2 separate regions of the Mus musculus genome follow, and region 2 is linked to region 1. The links are chromatin contacts, called in public Hi-C maps. All regions are on one chromosome and are shown on one strand. The core of a region is the stretch at or near the end of the contact, and the rest is flanking DNA. Distances in the headings are between cores, read along the strand shown.

Region 1 (3,014 bases), core at 357-2,856:
AGCCTCACTGTCTACCCTGCGGGCTACACAGAGGCTCCACACTGAGAACCGCAAAGGACTGTGAGCCTCTCTGAATCTACAAAGGAGCTCACCTGCTCTACAAACAACCTTGGCTTGCATCTAAATGAAGTGTCTAGAGGCTGTGCTCTCCCAACTTAGCCCCGGACCACAGCATCCTGAATAGCATTGCCCTTAATGAGCCACGGATGAGACAATGGCTCTCAGGCTGCTCTGGCATGGACTCCAAGCTTCCTTGGAAAATCAAAATGCCAGAAGCCCAAGTAAACACTTAAGACACAACAATGCCAAATAGACATGAATAGCAAATACCTCCAAAAATATGAGCTTCTCAAGAGACATTATTTACGCACTCTGCCATTTTTTTTCTCTTTCTGTGGCTCTCAAAGAGGATTTAATCCTCTGACAATTTTTCACTCAGAGAAAGACAAAGGAGCCCACGGTGGAAGGGAAAGCATTGCTCCATGAATCAAATCCAGTCTGCCTCATAAGTCACAGTGGATCTACATTTCTGTTCTGAGTAACGATTGGAAAGAGGGCTACAACCGTAGTCAGGAGGTCTGACTTGTCACCTCAGCTCAGCAACTGACCAGTGGTGAGGCACCAGCTTCCCTTCTGAGGTCTGGTCTCACTGGCCTCACGGATCACCTGTCTAGGGCCCTCATAGCTCATGGCCTCAGGAATGTGGCAGAGGGCTGAGTGTTCCACTCTAATGTCCTCAGTTTCTGTTATGTGGGTGCCTCTGCCCATCTCAGAGGCTCTAGGCTGGTGAAGCCTGCACCCACAAGGCAGGATAACCCAGAGGCTTCCACCTGCCTGGACAGAGTGGAGTTCCAATCCTCAGCAGGGTCTGCTGCTGCAAGGATTGCTGGTCCGGAACACACCCTCTCTGGTCTTCTGTCCCACTCCTCTCTATACAGTTTTCTGGTACTATCGCCCACAGCAGGCTCTTGAACTAGAATCCTTTGGAAGAAATCCAGATTGAAATAGAGACAGCATGGCTTTCTAGCAATCCACTCTGTAACACAAGAACTAGTTCATTTCTGTCCAGAGCTGACCCCAAAGCAACCTTAGGGGGAAAGCCTCATTTTAATACGGCTCTGAAGCTCTGGCTGATTCCTGGTGGCTCTCAGCGATGAAAAGTGACACTACTCTGTCACCTGCTCTGTGTGCTAGGGACCACTAGTGCCACTTCTCTCTTAGAAAGGGCCAAAGGCTAATGTCATGAGAAAGCAGGCCAAGTCCAAGGTGGCTGACGCAGGCCTTTGAACCTGCGCTTTCACAGTCCACGGACCTGAAATGTCAGTGCTCCCTGACAGTGGTGCTAAGGGAACAACTGCTCGACCAACTTCGATTATCTCTGGTAAAAAGAAGCCAAATTCACAGGAACACGGAGCCTGGCATCCTCTGTCCGGTGTAAGCGGAGAGCTGGGGCGTCTCTGAAGCCGCCTAGGAAACACACTTCTGGGCGTGCCTGTGAGCATCGGCTGAGGTGGAAAGACTCGCTCTATATGTGTCACGGGCTGTCTCAAACAACCACACAGCTACTGGCCCCCAACCTGCTGCACCGAGCAGCCACCACTAGAGGCCACCACACGTACCTCTGCACCTGAAACCCTTCATTAACATCCTCCAGATAACTCAGAAGTGAGACTCACGTTGCGAGTGAATGCAGTCTACAGATACGCAAATTCACACCTAAGGGAAGGTCTCAGTGCCCTGCCAACGCATACACTGAACAGAGGGCAAGGCCACTGTGGCTGTACAATGGAAGCTGACAGCAGTCCCCACTACATCCACCACGCCATGGATGTGGAAGAGAGTAAACAGGCTAACACCTTAGGGATACACTAAGGCAGGTGTGCCTGGGAAGACGGCAGAAAGCAATTAGGGAAGAAGACCCAACCCAGGCTGAGGATGAAGAAACCTCATGGCCAGCCCTGCTCACAGGTAAGAGTGGGGAGCCTGATGTCTGCCGTCGGCCTTGCCTAACACCATTAAGGGGGGAATGTAAGCTGGAACAGAGTGGGAAAGGTTAAAGAGGAACGTTGAGGCTAACTTGAAAGAATCATGGCTTTCACACCAGAAACTGGGCATAAAAGCAGCTCACCAGGCTGGTGACTGATGGAGCCATCCTGACAGGAACCACAAAGAGGCTCTTAAAGGGAGTCTGTAAGAAAGCGTTGGATCAGTGGAGCTGTCAGACCTGAGACAACCCAGCCCAAATGCAGTGTGCCACACTGTCCTGCCACTGTAGCTGCACGGGTAGGTCACCCTTTCACCATGCAGCACCTCACTCGTGAGAGCAAGCATCTCAGGCTAGCTCCAGCCCGCAGACAGACCCTTGTTCTTTAGCCTCTTGCTGTGTCCCTCAGCAAATGTCACTCAGCACACCAGACAAGTCCTGGAGCTCCCTATGACCGGGTCAGTTATAATATGTGGACGACACTTGCACAAGCCTGCCTGCTACAGCCTAGGTAGCCACAGGTGACAAGTGGAGAACAGAGAGGATGCAGATCAGGCAGGGCAAGAAGGGCTAGCCCAGTCAGGACGATGCTTACCTTGCGAACATACGGGGCGGAATTCATCCCCAGAGCATATTACTAATGTGATGGACCTTTGTTACCAAAGAACTGTACTTAGAAAAGGAAACAAACTTCAGAGAAATAAAAATCCCAGCAACAGCCCCTGGAGTATAGGAGGCCCCGCCACAAGGCTCGTGAAGAAGTGGAACAGAGGCCTCAGCACAGTCCACTCAGTCCACTGTCAGCCTGAGACGCCCGCCAAGCTGGCTGGCTGAAAGAACATGCTGGGTCTGTTCTGTTTGCTGTAGTTTTCTGAGCAGGCTCCATGGTGAGCGAAGAGGCGAACAGGAATCTTCCATTATCCCTTTCAGCTGAAAAGAAACCTCACCACAGAATGCACTTACTGTGAAAGTTGGTACAAACAGCAGCCACGGGGAGGTCGCGATTAGAGGAGGCTTCCAGGGAGAACGG
Region 2 (3,014 bases), core at 359-2,858, 170 kb after region 1:
CCTGGTCTCCTAGGACCATGGCTGCACTGGTCAAGAACTCACATGGAAGAATCCGAGAGAGATTTCTTTAGGTGACCATATTTGGAATCACTTCTGAGGCATTCTCTGCGATTCGCGCATTGTTCCCCAATAGGTTTTAAGGTTTCTACCCTAGAGACTTCAGTGGGTACAAGGCCTCGCCATGAAGGCCTCATTCCTATCACTCCAGTGTGAAATGTTTCATCCTTCCTAATCTCTTTGATAATTACAGATGATTTATCCACACCTATCTTGGCCTCCCTGCCCACAACTTAAACCAGTGTGAACTTGGCTTTTACAACCCTCCTGTCTATCGGCATCCTGGTCTTCTTAGCTCCTACCAGCAGAGACCACTAAACTCATCCCACCAGCAGAGACCACTACCCTGTCTGCAGCATCCTAGAGCTTCTCTGGGGCATCTCCAGGGCTTCTCCCACAAACCAACACCAAAGGCCTCTGGCAACTCGTGGTACAGGCAACAACCCCAACACTTGGCACCAGTCCTCTGAGCTACTTATTTTTTTTTCCATGCCGTAATTGGATACCTACAAGAAGCACCTTGCAAGTGGATAGGTTCCTTTTAGCTCCCTGTGCATCACAGAGGAGAAGGCATGGTGGTGAGAGAGGCTCACAGCTGTCAGTGGGAGTGAGAGGCAGCTGATCACACCGACTCAGCAGTGAGGAAGCAGAGATAAACAAAATGTCTTCCGGGTCAGACTGGGAGTCCAATAATTCCCGATTGCTGGACTATTCACCACGTCTGAAGGACTTGAAAACTTTACAGGAAAAAAAAAAGATCTCCCTTTGGAATTTGGGCCCTGGGAGACAAGCAGCCTCAATCTAAAGTAGAGTGTTGTGTCCAAAGAGAGTATGTCATGCCAGGACACAGAAAAGTCAAACTGAATAGACTGGACTAGGATTTTGGAGTGTACACTTCCTGAGCTTAAGTCAAGCACGAATGGACATTGATTCTTCCCTCTGAGGTTGGCACCAACCAGGTCTCTACCATCCTAGGTAAGATTGGGGGAATAGACTAGAACGTATCCATTATTCCAGAGATAGACCTACTTCTCTCCCTTCATTCTCACTCCGGGAGACTGTCCCAGGTAGAAACACTGCATTTGCAAGGCCCCTGTGATAGCCCACTGCCTCCGAGGAGAATAAAGACATTCTGATAATGCTGCCTTTTTCGATGTTGTTTGCTTTTTTGCAGAGCAAACTTCAGCATGACACTGGAATCTGGGTTTTAGTTGTTAGTGCACTGGCACACACTTACATTGCACACACTTAAACTGCACACACTTACATTGTACACAGACTGCACACAGACTGCACGCACTGCACACACTTTCATCGTACACACAGTGCACACACTTACACTGCACACACTTACACTGCACTGTATGTACTACACCAAGCAGGGTACATGCTGATGTCTGCAAAGTCTTGGATGGGAGACAGAGGAGAGCGATGATGCAGTGAGCATGAACTACAGGAGACGGATGGTGGCAAAGTTCAGGGTTCCCAGGAAGAGCCGACAAAGGCCCTCAGCAAGCAACTGTCCCAGGGACAGGGAGCCATGCAGAGCTCTGGCTCACAGCAGCGGAAACCCAGCCAGGACCAATGGGAGTGGCCTGGGCTTCCTCTCCACTGCTTGTCTCTTCTCTGCTTCATGTCTAGGTGCCTATTTGTTCTCTAGAAACTGTTTCTTAGAATCAATCCGTCCTGCAGGCTTTTTCTCCTTTGTCCCTGAGTATTGGGCCAGAAAACACAGGCAATAGACTTACTGTAAAATCACTTGAAATCCATGATGTTCCCCCTCTGCCTCCTCTACAACAACTGCATTAACTCTCATTTGATTCTTTGGAATGTGTCCAAGCTTTTCCTTCCTTAAAACAAGCAAAGACAAAGTCCGCTAAGCTCATTCATCTCCAACAGTGCTGAGCCCTTAGGTGTGTTCCGAGGACTGCAGGCAGTGTTTCCTCCCCGAAGAAACTGCGGATCTGGGTGAGAGAAACCCACAAGGATGCTAGTTTAAAAGAACCCAGTTTCTGGCAACACACATGATCTGCAGACGCATGCAAGCTGCGTGTCACTTGAGAAACTCAGTTTCCTTTTCTGTAAAGCAGGGGGCACGATGCAATAAATCTTAGGGGACAACTGTGGGAGTGAATGTGTCAACAAATGTCTGTGAGGAAGAACTGAATAACTAACATGTATACATACAATATGACATGTAGACATACAATATGACATGTAGACATACAATATGACATGTAGACATACAATATGACATGTAGACATATAATATGACATGTAGACATAGAATGCCATGCATACATACAATATGACATGCATATATACAATATGGTAAAAATATCTCAGGTCTTTTATTTGTCAAACTGGATGTATCTCCTCCATGCTCTTTTAAAAAACAACCAATGCCATTGGGCTCTGCCGAGGGACTTTAAAGCAGGAATCCTTTAAGCATGATGCAATTTGTATTACAAAATAAAAGTGAAAGCTAACAAGCTGAGAAATGAGCATTTTATCGTTTTTCATAAAACACAAATAAAATCCACTTAGTCGCATACCTGTATCATAATAGACCATGTGCACAAGGGAAGAAGTGAGGCGAGAGAGCCTGGGCTACTGAAGCATAGCTGATGTGTGCCTGCTATAAAGCTTCCGTCGCAGCGCTCATGCTATCTGAGGATTGTGGGTAAGGAATGACTGGGTTTATCTTATGTATACCTACATTATCTTGATGAAATAAAATTACTATTTTACTTTGGAAGCTATCAAACAGGGGGAAAAACACTTTCAAGTGATGATGTAACTCAGTTGTTAGAGTGATTGCCTAATCTGCACAAACCTCTGATTTGATCGACAGCACTGTAAGAAGCTGGGTGTTCGACTGAATGCCTGTAATCAGTAGGTGGAGGCAGGAGGGTCGGAAGTTCAAGGCTATCCTCAGCTCTATAGCAAGCTTGTGG

Evidence for each region. Hi-C and Micro-C count contacts between places; a contact is called where the count stands out from the background.
Region 2: a Hi-C map of cerebellum shows a contact between it and region 1, with 2.2 times the contacts expected there. The contact joins two enhancer-like sites. A contact is called at or near these places in 12 of 39 promoter capture datasets (the C10 cell line, the HPC-7 cell line, HPC-7-derived erythroid cells and 8 more), 1 of 15 datasets of contacts at CTCF or cohesin (large pre-B cells), 35 of 484 Hi-C or Micro-C datasets (B cells, the Ba/F3 cell line, the C10 cell line and 19 more) and 3 of 115 datasets of contacts at active chromatin or transcription factors (T-cell acute lymphoblastic leukemia, embryonic forebrain and kidney).

The regions. Positions count from the first base shown.
Region 1 is chr3:153,656,980-153,659,993 of GRCm38.p6, forward strand. The region is part of intron 1 of St6galnac3 (ST6 (alpha-N-acetyl-neuraminyl-2,3-beta-galactosyl-1,3)-N-acetylgalactosaminide alpha-2,6-sialyltransferase 3); the gene reads right to left. Among named protein-coding and RNA genes, the nearest start is that of Gm52633, 63 kb to the left of the region's middle. Within about 2 kb of position 1,607, at least 31 of the 459 cell types and tissues checked have an H3K27ac peak or open chromatin away from gene starts, as enhancers often do. A contact at or near this core is called in cerebellum, where this site is marked.
Region 2 is chr3:153,822,458-153,825,471 of GRCm38.p6, forward strand. No RefSeq gene overlaps it. Among named protein-coding and RNA genes, the nearest start is that of Asb17, 20 kb to the right of the region's middle. Within about 2 kb of position 1,609, at least 8 of the 459 cell types and tissues checked have an H3K27ac peak or open chromatin away from gene starts, as enhancers often do. A contact at or near this core is called in cerebellum, where this site is marked.